Linked DNA regions of Mus musculus: region 2 is linked to region 1. A link is a contact called in public HiChIP or PLAC-seq data. All regions are on one chromosome and are shown on one strand. The core of a region is the stretch at or near the end of the contact, and the rest is flanking DNA. Distances in the headings are between cores, read along the strand shown.

Region 1 (3,381 bases), core at 285-2,784:
TTCAATATGTCAAGAGACGTAACATGAAATTGAAACTTACCCTTTATCTTTCCTAAAGGTGGCAATAAAGACTGTCTAGGAAAAGTGCCATATTTGGGCTCAACATAAGAAAATTTCCAGGCCACAAAAGAAGCATGGAGAAGGTTAGCTTACTCACGAGGAGAGGGAGCGCCTGGTGCAGAGAGGTCAATCTCATGCAACTGCAGGGATTCCTGGAGCATCTACAGAACTCTCTGCCTCAATGTAGTGAACTGCAAAACGACCTCCAATGGCTAAGAGAGTCAGGTCTGGTTTCTTTCACTCAGTGCTTGGCACACACTGTAGCTGTTCAAGACATCCCTATTTGTTGTCATCTGGGGGTATCTATTTAACTCACCAATCTATATGACATAACTTTGAAATAAGACTTAGTAGCATATAAGCCACATTATTATCCATTGACAACAGAGAACCTAAATCCATCTGGCTTTCTCCAGATACTTTCCAAAGTTCAGAGCAGAAGAAAAAAAAATCCAGTGCAAAGTCTTCATTTTTATATAAATAAATATATAATATCTAGATTTTTAAATTATGTTCCAACTTTTTATCTTAGTTATTGCCACTTAACCCTCAACACACAAACAAAACAAAACATACAAAAAAAATGTCAGTGGAGAAAAGTGCTTTTGTCTTTGAGCACCTAACAGTCTTCACAGGAGTGAAAACTTAACTCTCAGTGATGTAAGCTCACGTGCAGATCCTGCTGTTACAGCAGTAGCACTGAGGGGACCCGGCTTTCTTTTTGTTTCACTATCTTGAATTGCCATATAGACTGGAAACCCATTATATTACCAATATACTCAGTGGATTGGCATTCAATGACTATAGAAATGCGAGAAAATGAATGTACTTAGTTGTAAGTCGCCAAGGTTGCAGTATTCTGTTACAGCTGCAATATGAAAACAACTTTGCATTTCTAACGCTGGAGTTTCCCCTAATCCTCATCTGTGTGTGATGAAACAAGTCCTCAGTCCCTCTGGTGACTTCTATATCCCTGTGAATTCCAGCTTAAGTAACACATAGATCCTGGGCTAACTGAGGATAGCTGCTACTGTAAAAACAGTGAAGCTGAACCAGCCATATTAAAGAAATCTTTAATTTTGTGGGTGTGCTGTTTGTTTGTTTTTGATTTTTAGGATTTCAGAGCCAAAAGTATTGCAAGATAGATTTTCTTAAGATTTTCTTAATGACAGTTCCATCTTGCCAGACCCCTGTGAGAACTGAGGTGACACCAGAGCTTGACAATGTTAGTGCCCATTATTCTTCTATAATATGAAATGCTTGGAAGAAACCTCTACCGTCCACCCATTATATCACATATATATGTCTGTCACATATTATGTATGTGTATTAGAGGGCTCTTTCAGGTCCTTAAGACTCAGTCCAGTTCATTTTAAAGCTCCAGCTTGATGCTTAGCTCAAGGTCCTCTTGTGGAGGTTGGTTATAGTGACTGGTGCAGAGAACAAGCCTGCTCTACCCACTTCTCCTTTTTCTCTTCCTCCTGCACTTCCCTTTTAGGATTGTGCTGAAGGGGCGAGATAGGAAAAGCTCAGGTCATCTCAGAGGATGGAACGCATAGGAACATTTCAGGACCCACTAGGCTGCTTTCCTCTGCTGCTCACATTAACCCAGAAGTGGTTGGGCTTCCTCTGTAAGGCAGACATCTAATGTTCTCTGTAGGGCTGTCTGTTCTCCAATGCCTTCTTCTCCGTGTATTAACCATCCTAGTGTTAGAGATGCCCTGTGGATCTTACTTTTCTTCCACCATTCCTCATTAACCCCTGCCCGTGTGTCCTAACTAGTTTGGGTTCTGTTGTTGTGATATAACACTTTGACCAAGGCAACTTAGAGACAGAAGGGTTTATTTGGGCTTACAGTTTCAGAGACCTAAGAGTCCATTATCATCATGGCAGGGCAACATGACAGGAGGCAGCCATGGTAACTGGAGCAGCAAGAGAGGAGCTCATATCTTAAACAGTAGACAGGAAGCAGAGAATGCATTGGGAATGGCACATGACTTCCGAAAGCTAAAAGCCCACCCCAGTGACCTAATCCTCCCAGCAAAGCCACACTTTCTAAATCTACCCAAAATAGCTCCACTGATGGCTAACTATTCATTGGAGACCATGGAGAACATCTCATTCAAACTACCACATCTTATTCTTACAAGGCTTCCTTTGCTTCAGTGGCCTGGAGGCACCTCGGATGAGACAATGAGAGGCCTGGATATATTCTACTGTCCCCTTTCCCGATATCTGGACCAGTTTCAAGGACTGACAGTCATTCAGTCACTCGGAGTAGCAACTCAGAGAAGAGGTGAACATCAGTCTCAGCTTAGAGGGGAACTTGGTGGAGAGGTGGGCCATTGGAAGTCCACAACTTACACCTTACACTCAAAAACCACCATTGTAGATCAAGCTACAATCCCAGCACTCAGGAAGCTGAAGTTGCTTTATTCCGTAGTAAGCTTGATCTAAAAAAGTTTGTACATGTATGCGTGTTGGTTTATCTACATATTTTTGTTGATTGTACACATGAGTGAAGCATGCTCACATGTGTGCACATGAATGTAGACGTTAGAGGTTGAGTTCAGGTATCTTTATCACTCTTCACTTTATATTTTGATGCAGAGTCTCATCAATTTGCTGAGGTTGGCTGGACAATGAGCCTCACTACTCGCCTCCACCACATGTTCCCAGCAATGGGGTTATAGACAGATTCCATCATGCGTTGGGGTTTTTGTGCTGTTGTTGTATTGTGGGTTTTGTTTGTTTTGAGACACGGTTCACCTGTTTAGCCCTGGCTGTCCTGGAACTTGGTCTCTAAACCAGACTGGCCTTGAACTCAGAGATCCATCCTCCTCTGACTGCCCAGTGTTAGGATTAAAGGTCTGCACCACCACACATGGCTAATGCTTTGTTTTTTAATGGAGTTACTTACGTGGGTAAAACAAAACAAATCATCTTTGAGTCCTTTCTCTTCCTGCCTCGTGTGGTAAGAGGAAGAAATAAGTTCTCTTTGGGGTCCATGCTTTCCTTCTAAGACTTTCTCTCTCCCTGCTCTCCTTTGAGCTAGCCTGGAGGAAAGAACAATGCACGAGCAATAATGAGGGCTGCAATGGGTGATGGGCTGAACACGTTCTTCATGCTTCTTAAACCCCTTTATTTAAACTGCAGGGTGAACTCCAGCACCTATTACACCCATTTGTATGATGGGCTGTTTGCCAAAACACAATCCTCTGTACTGATTAAACTGCCATGCTGAGGGTGCAACCATGGAGACTCACTTTGGCATTTCCTAGGGCTGGGGCTAAAATGTAGGAGAGTAGACAAAGCTTCTTA
Region 2 (3,381 bases), core at 328-2,827, 88 kb before region 1:
ACACAAAGTACAGTACATGTTCATCATTTACTGGCTCAGCACTAGCTATACCAGAAACAACCTAAGACTTTACTGTTCAGAAACTACCTAGATTAACCACATCACAGCCAGTAAAATGTGATGCTTCATTGAAAACAACAACATATATTGATTTGAAAGGACACCAGAATATGTATTGGAAACATACAGCAAATTGTAAATATAAGTATAAAAGGATCTTGACAAATACACACCCAAACATGAACATGGGGACTTCAGATCAGTAAGATTATGAATAGCATTTATTCTCTTCTGTATATTTATAAGCTGGCTCTTTCAGAACAAGTGTCTCTAACGTTTGTACATTTTAAACTTTTCCACATTAAATGTTTATAGAAGCAACATTTCATTGTACATGACAACTTTCATTTACTGTAGGTTGGGAAGGCTGAATATGTTGCTAAGAGGCAGAAGGAGAAAGTAGGAAATGGAGTAGTCTTAGCAACCAACTCTGTTCCTTCAACTGTCTGGGATTCTGAAAAGTAATTAACCATTCTTTGATATCTTATGACACTTTTCTAATAAAATCTGTGGCTCTCAGTAGAAACAGCACAGGACAAATGACAAGAAGCTACCTGCAGCCCATGTTTTCAGTTGTCAAGTTCAGCCTCCAACCTATGTCACTTCTCCCCGAATGTCACTTTCCATAACATCCACTGGCCAAGATTAATCTGTTAAATACTGTGCTTTACTCTATTCCACATGACTGAAAAATTGGATGTGTGAGGTGATGTCAGTGACTCCCAGTTACTCTCACCAAAGTAGAGCGTCTTTATTGCTATGAGGGCTCGGGGTGGTGGAGGCTTCTCACCCAATTTTCTTCTAGGACAAGGAAAACTTACAACACATTTTGTTTTAATTAACATTTTACATAAACCATTCTAAAGAAAGATAAATAAATTAACATTTAATTCATGCCTCGACAATAGGAAGGAAATGTCAATTAATCTGACATTTGATTGATGTTGACATTCAACTAAAAATTAAGATTTGTAAAGGAAAAGTAGAAACAGTTTTAAGGCTCTACTAAAATTTTATGATAGTTTGGCTCTAGTTTTAATGTTTTAGTATATCCTATGCTTGGATAATACCAACAGGAAAAATATGTTTTGTCACAGCTTAATAACTTTAACATATTTTCAATGTGGGTTCTCAAATTCTAATCTACAGGAAAACGAAGTAAATATGGGATGGGAGACTTAAAAGACATTGTAGAATATTAACACAGTGTAAACTAAAGCTTAAGAGTTCTTAAAGCACAGGGTCTGCTGTGTGTGTGTGTGTGTGTGTGTGTGTGTGTGTGTGTGTGTGTGTGTTTTCCTTTAGTCTAACTCACAGTCATCTCTCTAAGGTAACAAAATGCACATGCGCCTTCTTGAGCCCTAGGCTTAAGAATGTGGAGCTCATTTGGCACGGTTATTTGGAGTATTGTTCATGTCATAAGACCTACACACAGAAATGGAGTCTACATGCCCACCCTAGAAGGGGAAGGGCCATTCTTGCCTTTTGTCTTGCTGTAGCTACATGACCCGAATGACTCACCGAGCTTCTGAGAGCTCCCTACTTCCTCATCTACGAAACAGACACAGATCTAGAGGGTGTCTAGGTTCTTCCCAGAACAAAACTTCTTAAAGCTCCAGTCTTTACGTTCATTCCCCATACACACAACTACAAATCTGGAAAGATCATATTTTTGTAATCCAATGAAAATGCAAATTTTTTTAAAACTGCATTTTAACAAAATTTTCTCTGAAATTTTGAACAAGGGAAGAAGATATTAAGGTCATTTTCACGTGAAATTTTACTTTCAGCATCAGGACTGTCCCTTCTTGCTCATCAACATTACAAAGCCACCTCCTTTCACTGTCTCATGAATCTCCCCAGATACTTGGCTGTCCTAAGTACAAAACTGGTAAGAATAATGAAATATGCTAAAGGCAGAAAACATCTAGTAGATAATGATAATTAACTTTGTCTTCCAAAAATATAATTGAAAGTAGACATTCCAATTTCTTAAAATACTATATACCAGTGTGCCAGCTGGCTATTACCAAATCAGAAATAAAAACTAACATTCCATTTAGTATCGGGTGTGGTAGTATATTCATGATGTCACTAATTTCTCACAACTCTATGAGGAAGTATTATAATTATTCCCACTCGACAGCTGAGGAAGCTAAAATTCCCTCAGTTTCAAATGGGAAGCTAGAAATCACCAGACCCACAACTGACCTCCTGCTCTCGTCCTCTGAACCCTTTGCTCTCCCCATGACAATCCAAGCTTACAAACACTTAACATTTACACCAAACACAAGTTTACCTCATTCAATGACAATGGCTGATCACAGATATGCTAAACTACTTCTGTGGTTGTTGAACACATATGACAGAAAAAGTCTACCTTCCAATACTTCAAAATTAAAAAGGGAAAAGAACCACACAATTGAAAAGAAAAAAACTAACCTCAGTTTCCCAACAATAAACAAAATAGTCTGGCAGCACTCAATCTCTGTTAATATAAACACTGACAGTAAGAATAGCTGTTTCTCCCTCACTATTTGACTACCACGATGTAGGGATGTAGGAAATTGTTTGTAAATACTAGCAAGAATATGGGCAACGGGGAGATTTCATTCACTGCTGGTGGGATGCTAAATTGGCTAGTGAGACTCAGTGTGGAATCAATATGGTTGCTTCTCAAAAACCTAAAAATAGAACTGCCATAGGAACCAACCGTCCCATTCCTGGGCACTCAACCAAAAGACTGTGCATCGTACTACACAGACAAAAGTCCACATCCAAAGTCCACACTCATTGTGACACTAGTCACAATAACCACAGAAAGAAACCAGCCTAGATGTCTATCACCCTATGGATGGGTAATGAAAATGTGGTATGTATACACAATGGAATTTTATTCAACTATAAATAAAAGTGAAGTAAATTGTAAAATCTTAAGACAGGACAGAACTAGAAAAATGTTATACTAAGTAAGGTAGCCCAGGCACAGAATGAAAACTGCTGTATCTTCTCTCTCATGTGTAGATCCTAGAGTCGTGTGTTCAAGTTGGAGTGCTCCTAGAGACCAGAAAGGTAGGAAAGGGACTGTGGGGTAGGGGTGGTTGAAAAGCCATTGAGGGAGGGAGAATAACAGAATGTGGATGACATGACAGTGGGAAAAGAATAATGGGGCAGGGAACGTTTAAGTGGAGAAGATGATACGAGGGTGGTCAGCAGATGGGGAGGGACCCCCAACACTAACATTGTTTTTTTAAAGCCGCATGGAAATCTATTTTATAAGACTACTCACAAATATCATTTTTAGATGGGTTTGAACAGAGG

What was found. HiChIP or PLAC-seq counts read pairs in DNA pulled down with a chosen protein or histone mark.
Region 2: a contact with region 1 is called in an H3K4me3 HiChIP or PLAC-seq map of bone marrow-derived macrophages, with 2.8 times the contacts expected there. The contact joins two enhancer-like sites. A contact is called at or near these places in 7 of 484 Hi-C or Micro-C datasets (LSK cells, bone marrow-derived macrophages, macrophages and 3 more) and 3 of 115 datasets of contacts at active chromatin or transcription factors (bone marrow-derived macrophages, fibro-adipogenic progenitors and microglia).

Annotation. Positions count from the first base shown.
Region 1 is chr1:55,417,309-55,420,689 of GRCm38.p6, reverse strand. All of the region lies in intron 1 of Plcl1 (phospholipase C-like 1), which reads right to left. Among named protein-coding and RNA genes, the nearest start is that of Plcl1, 13 kb to the right of the region's middle. Within about 2 kb of position 1,534, at least 21 of the 459 cell types and tissues checked have an H3K27ac peak or open chromatin away from gene starts, as enhancers often do. A contact at or near this core is called in bone marrow-derived macrophages and microglia, where this site is marked.
Region 2 is chr1:55,505,432-55,508,812 of GRCm38.p6, reverse strand. All of the region lies in intron 1 of Plcl1 (phospholipase C-like 1), which reads right to left. It overlaps Gm39642 (a long non-coding RNA gene), which reads left to right. Exons shown (of 4, transcript XR_003947824.1): 1 at 1-2,932; 2 at 3,085-3,132. Among named protein-coding and RNA genes, the nearest start is that of Gm39642, 5.6 kb to the left of the region's middle. Within about 2 kb of position 1,577, at least 22 of the 459 cell types and tissues checked have an H3K27ac peak or open chromatin away from gene starts, as enhancers often do. A contact at or near this core is called in bone marrow-derived macrophages and microglia, where this site is marked.